Linked DNA regions of Sus scrofa: region 1 is linked to region 2. Evidence: chromatin contacts called from public Hi-C data. All regions are on one chromosome and are shown on one strand. The core of a region is the stretch at or near the end of the contact, and the rest is flanking DNA. Distances in the headings are between cores, read along the strand shown. Region 1 holds the start of PEX1 (peroxisome biogenesis factor 1). Region 2 holds the start of GATAD1 (GATA zinc finger domain-containing protein 1).

The links. Hi-C and Micro-C count contacts between places; a contact is called where the count stands out from the background.
Region 1: a Hi-C map of liver shows a contact between it and region 2, with 6 times the contacts expected there. The contact joins the promoter of PEX1 here to the promoter of GATAD1 in region 2. A contact is called at or near these places in 1 of 5 promoter capture datasets (liver), 7 of 47 Hi-C or Micro-C datasets (fetal liver, heart right ventricle, liver and 1 more) and 1 of 2 datasets of contacts at active chromatin or transcription factors (alveolar macrophages).

What each region holds. Positions count from the first base shown.
Region 1 is chr9:72,443,285-72,446,437 of Sscrofa11.1, forward strand. PEX1 (peroxisome biogenesis factor 1) reads right to left here and starts at 1,434. Exons shown (of 23, transcript XM_021102380.1): 1 at 1,084-1,434. The coding sequence starts at 1,332. RBM48 (RNA-binding protein 48) reads left to right here and starts at 1,527. Exons shown (of 5, transcript XM_003130141.5): 1 at 1,527-1,670; 2 at 2,208-2,398. The coding sequence starts at 1,527.
Region 2 is chr9:72,358,712-72,361,593 of Sscrofa11.1, forward strand. It overlaps GATAD1 (GATA zinc finger domain-containing protein 1), which reads left to right and starts at 1,610. Exons shown (of 4, transcript XM_021102379.1): 1 at 1,610-2,067; 2 at 2,801-2,882. The coding sequence starts at 1,816.

The sequences.
Region 1 (3,153 bases), core at 184-2,683, 84 kb after region 2:
GACCAGGTGATAATAACTAACTCATCTCCAGCCAGAAGGAAGCTTATCAGGGCCAAGAGACTGCCTACTTTATAGTAAAAGAAATAATGGCAGGATCTGTTGAAATTAATGTGCTATGAAAGATAGGGGAAAATACTCTAGAAAAGGAGTTACAGAGAAGTAGCTAAAATGGAAAAGGGAGATATTTGAAATTATTGCAAACTGTTGAAATTACTGCAAACCAGTGGGTACTATGCATTCAGGATTTTCGAAGATTTCAAACAGCCTATCCTTTTAGCCCCTTAAGCAAGCACGCTCAAACTCGTAAACCAGGTGTCTCCACTTTACAATTAGGAAAATACAGATGTTGCATCTCTGTAACCATGCAAGTGTTAGAGCTATGAACCGCCACAACCACAAGGTGCAGAGCGCAAGTGAAAACAGAGGTTCAAGGAATTCTAACTACCTATGACCAAGTATGCATACTCCCACAGCACATTCCTGGAGCACCCCGGAGGTGTTTGGAGACACAGGAAGAAGGTTCATATTAATCTATCCCGCTCGTGGGACACAGGGCTCCACCTCTGTTAACCAATAGAGACTTCACAAACCAAGTCCGCCCCTCTTTCTGAAGGCCGGGACCACAGCCATGCAAGCACCTGGAAATCGCTGGCAGGAAAAACGTTTTCTAATAATGAAACAAAACAGAACAGAATCCCAAAAGACAAACAAACCCGACTTCTCAAGAGCTTTTCCAACCTGGAGTGAGGAATAGTTGAACGAAGAGGGAGAATATCGGGGCGTTTCAAAGCCCAGTTCCGGCGAGTAAAAGACCTGGAATACAGCAGGTCAACTCAAAGAAGCCGTGCTGCACTAGACGTGATGTGGCTGTCAAGAGCGCCCAGGCCAGCCCTGCCCGCAAGGGGTCCTCAGTGTGGCCTCTGAACCGGTCGGCGGGGCTGGGAAAGCAGCCCTAATCCCGCCGCCGGGAGAGGCCTGAGCGGCCGCTGCGTCCCTAAAAGGCCTGGGTCTCGGCCGACCGCAGACTGGCCAGCAGCTGTCCCAAGTCGGTGGTGAGAGCCCGGCACCAAGCGGGCGCCTTACCTGCAGCAGGTGTAGCTGGGCCACAAGGCGCCGCGGCAAGTGGAGGAAGCAGTCGCGAGCGTTGGTGAAGGCCACCGTCACGGCCGCCCCGCCTCCGCCAGCACCCGCCAGGCGATCGCCGCCCCACATTGTCTGCAGGCACCGACCCCCAGCCGCCCAACCTATCTTTCCCGGGCCAACCCCGCAGGTCGCGGGCGTCGGACCCGGAGACGATCGATCGGCCCCGCCCCCTAAGGCCCCGCGGCGCATCCGGAGCGGGAGGGGCCAGCACGCCTGCGCCTGTTCTCAGGGCCTTTCCGCCGCGCCGCTGGGGGGCGACACGTTCTTCACCAAATCCTCGCTCACAGGAAACGATGGCCGACGGTGTCGATTCTTCAGCCAATCTCGGAACGCCTTAACTCACCCCTCTCTCTTATTGGGTAAACGGTGGGGCAACGGGGCGGATGTTGTCGTTCGCGAGGGATAACACCGGCAAGATGGCGTTGAGCGGCGGGCAGCTAGGAGGCTTATTCGATCACCACGTCCAAAGGGCTGTATGCGACTCGCGGGCCAAGTATCGAGAGGGGCGCCGCCCTCGCGCTGTCAGGGTAAAGTGACTTTGGTTTCAATCGCTATCCCCGGTAGCTTTCTGTGAGTTCCAGCTTCACATGCCCAGCTTACGTAAATAACATCTTGAGAGGCTGCGGTCACATCGATTAACTGAAGAAGAATATGAAAAACGCTGGTACTCAAGTACCAAAGATGCTTGAGTGCTCTTTAGTCTACTGCTAGAACCTCAGCTCCGTGAGAAGAGGGCTGTGTTTCAGTCACTGTATCTTCCGTGTTTACAGTGGTCCTTGTTACATGGTAAACGCTCAGCGAATACTTGTTAACTCGTCCCTGTAACTTCTACCGAGCTAATTTGTGGAAAACACATTGATGGAAGATAATGTTACGTGCTTTAGCTAAAGGCCTTTGCAAGAAGGGTAAACTATTCATTATGTAGAGAGAGGGGCAAGTTTTTAGATTTCCTGTTTTTATGCAAACCAGTCGAAAGGTGTTTTTTTCAACTTTAAAAAAATATAGGATTAGATTTGTCCCAGGCTTCTTTGTGAAATACATTTAATGTGTCTGATTTCTTATAGGTTTACACGATCAATTTGGAATCTCGGTACTTATTAATACAAGGAGTTCCTGCAGTCGGAGCCATGAAGGAATTAGTTGAGCGATTTGCTTTGTATGGTGCAATTGAACAGTATAATGCTCTAGATGAATACCCAGCAGAAGACTTTACAGAAGTTTATCTTATTAAATTTCTCAATTTACAAAGTGCAAGGTAATATGCAAGTTAAACAGTGTCTCATTTTCTCCATTCCCGTTGCCTACATTTGGCCTCCCTCATTCATTTCTGAATTACCCAGTAACTAACATGACCCTGTATTCTTCTAGTCTTTTTAAATGTTAGCCCTACCAAACTCTTTCTATCACGTCATTCCCATGCTTAACAATTTTTTTGTGTGTGTAGTATGGTAGATTAAAAATTGGTTTGGGAGTAAATTTTCAAGTTTCACTGTTTACTAACATCATGACCATGGACAGGTTACTTGACCCCATTAAGACTGTTTTCTTATTCTTTAGACACCAGTATGGTAAAAGGACCTACTTACGGAGGTTGTGTGAGGATGACATGGATCCATGTATAGGGCTTAGCACAGTGCCTTCTATTCAGAAGGCAGTAAACATTAGGTATTGGATCTCTTATTTTATGGACCTGTGTAATTGAATCTCCTTCTATATAACATAAAATTTTCTCCAACAATTAAGTACGAAATGCCCTATCTCTTTTTTCCCTCATTTTAAAAAATGAAAGTGTTGATTTACAACCTTTCAGGTGTACAGCAAAGTGTTTCAGTTATACACACACACACACATATACCTATTTGTGTGTGTATACACACACACATTCCTTTTCAAATTATTTTCCTTTATAAGTTATTGCAGGATATTGAATAGAGTTCCCTGTGCTAACCAGTAGGTCCTTGTTGTTTATCTGTTTTACATATAGTAGTGTGTAGCTGTTAATCCCAAATC
Region 2 (2,882 bases), core at 360-2,859:
CATCAGGACCCAATCACTGTCCCTCCATTGATGATCAGTTAACAGTACAATAGGGATAATATCTTGTTCCATGATTGGCATAAGCACTAAATGCTGTTTCACATCATAAGCCATTCAATACAGTTTTATTCTTCCTTTCCTCCCAGCCCTCCACTAACATACTCATCAAGAACTGTCCAAGAATGCCAAGTCTAGAAAACCCAGGCTCATGAAGACAGGTATGCAGCCGCCATTCTAAGAGAGGCTGAGGAGAGATTGTCCCTGGGGAGGCCTGTCCTTACCAGTGACAGTAGCAGAGGGGAGCAGGATTCTTATTGTTGGAGACATGGCTCGAATCGTCAGTGTCGAAAAAGGCACATGAACACGGGGAGACCTTGACAAGGCTCTTTACTTCTGCAGAAGGGCATGCTTGGTCAAAAAGCATGCAAAAAGAGCCAAAAAGCATGCAAAAAGAGGAAAGGACCCTCCCTATTTATTCCTAACACAGGCGCTGCACCTGTCCCCTTCCCATTGGTCAGGTCAGGGTGCACATTTCCTTGGTTGGCTAATTTGAAACAAATTGTTACTGGGAGAAAAAGAAAGAGGAGGTGGTGGCAGGAAAGCATTTCAACCAGCAGAAACCAGAGCAAAATGGAGTAATCAAGATTTCCTTTGATAGAAAAGACATTATGTTACTTTCCACATTATGATGCACTTGTCCTAGGCCAGCTGTTCTCGAGTGGTCCAGGGAGGGCTTTCCCGGGGCTCTCAGGGCCAAATCTGTTTCCCAACAATGCCCAACCAGCTATTTGACATTTCTATTCATCCTTTCCCTGGCATACTGTTCAGATCTGTGGGCTTATGACACCTTCACTCCAGGGCCAATGAATGCAGGGGTGGCATCTTAGGTTTTAAAATACATTTCAACTCCTAATACATAAATGTCCATGAAATAAGCCATATAATCGAAAGCATCTGAGAGGGTCTAAATCACAACTTTAAAGGGTGTAAAGGTGTCCTAAGGAGTGTTAGATTTAGCAAAAATACGGGATGTCCACTTAAACTTGCATTCAGATAAACAACAAATATTGCCTAGGGTACACTTGTGTTAAAAAATTATTCGCTGCCTTGGAGTTCCCGTCATAGCGCAGCAGAAATGAATCCGACTAGGAACCATGAGGTTGAGGTACCATCCCTGGCCTCGCCCAGTGGGTTAAGGATCCACCCTGGTGTAGGTTGCAGACGCAGCAGCGGATCTGGCGTTGCTGGGGCGTAGGCGGGCAGCTCGGATTAGAGCCCTAGCCTGGGAACCTCTATATGCTATGGGTACGGCAGTAAAAAGACAAAAAGACAAAAAAAAATATTCCCTGCCTAAATGAAATTCAGATTTAATTGGGCGTCCTGCACTTCACAGGCCAATCGTGGGCCTAAGGCAAAATGTTTGAGGAGCAACCTGCTCCCAGTAGTTCCGGATAGGGCATTTCCGGTCAGGCGGGCCTTGGGGCGCGCGTGCCCCGCCCCCTCTCCGGAAGCTTCCTCTCCAGGCGTCTGGGCGCTCCTCCCAGGCCAGGCCCCTCCCAGGCCAGGCCCCGCCCCGGCCTCGCGTCCGGGCGCCGCTGGCCGCACTGGGCTGCAGCGCTGAGTTTCGCGGGCGGAACCGGCTTCCTGCCTCCAGGGGGCAGCGGCCGCGGTCCGCTCTGTACGTGGACAGCTCGGCGCCACGCCCGCGCCGCTCTTTCCGTTTCTGGGAGTGGCGGGCCGGCCAGCGGGCCGCCGGGGTCGGCGGGAGCCATTCCGGTGTCGCTGCGCCCGCGGGGGCCGCCCGAGCCGGCCACGATGCCTCTGGGCCTGAAGCCCACCTGCAGCGGCTGCAAGACCACGTCGTCCTCCATGTGGAAGAAGGGCCCGCAGGGGGAGATTCTCTGTCACCACTGCACGGGCAGGGGCGGCGCGGGCGGCGGGGGCACCGGCTCGGGGGCGGCCGGTGGGACAGGAGGCAGCGGCGGCGGAGGCGGCTTCGGCGCGGCCACCTTCGCCAGCACCTCGGCCGCCCCGCCGCAGAGCAACGGGGGCGGGGGCGGCAAGCAGGTGAGCTCCCGCGGCCCCTCCCGACGGCGGAGGCCGACCGGCTGCGAGTCAGGCGGGAGGAGGGCGAGGAGGGAACGGTGGGAGCCCAGGATCGCTGTGCCCACTCCCAACCCCGATGAGAAGATCGTCATTGGTTTGGCCCTTTTTAAGCACCTTTTCTTGTGAGAAATTGAAAGTCTATAGAGAAGTAAGAAAACCAAAACCTTTCAGAAATTGCCCCTATTGTAATGTTTGGATGGAAACCAGACATCTCCACGTACACATGTGCACACAGGTGAACAAGGTCGTTCCGCTGGACCTCTTTCCCTGTTAATAAAGTTTATTGTCTTGATGTCATGCTGTTAAGATTACCGTGTCATCATTTTCGGTGGCAGCGTAAGTGTTCCATTGCAGGAGGTGGTCTACCTGACCTGTTCTCAGGCTTTGGAGAGCTGAGTTTTCAAGGATTTTTGGTTACAAACACAACAAATGAACAGTTCCTGCCTTGACCTAAACTTAACTCTTATTGCGGCCCCTTGCCCTGTTGCAAGTAGCGGCTCTGGAGTTGCTTGTCCAGTGCCCTTTCTGTTTTTATTAGCCCAGTTCAGTGATTACCCAGCGTAAAAAGAAAAAGCGCACCCTTAGTTTTTAAATGTGGTTTAAAGTACATATTTTGGGATACTTGTAAGATGGTTGTTTTAGAACTGCAGGCTGTCTACGCTTATTTCTTTCTTTTTTGTTCTTTATGTAACAGAGTAAGCAAGAAATTCACAGGAGGTCAGCTCGGCTCCGAAACACTAAGTACAAATCTGCTCCAGCTGCTGAAAAGAAAGTTT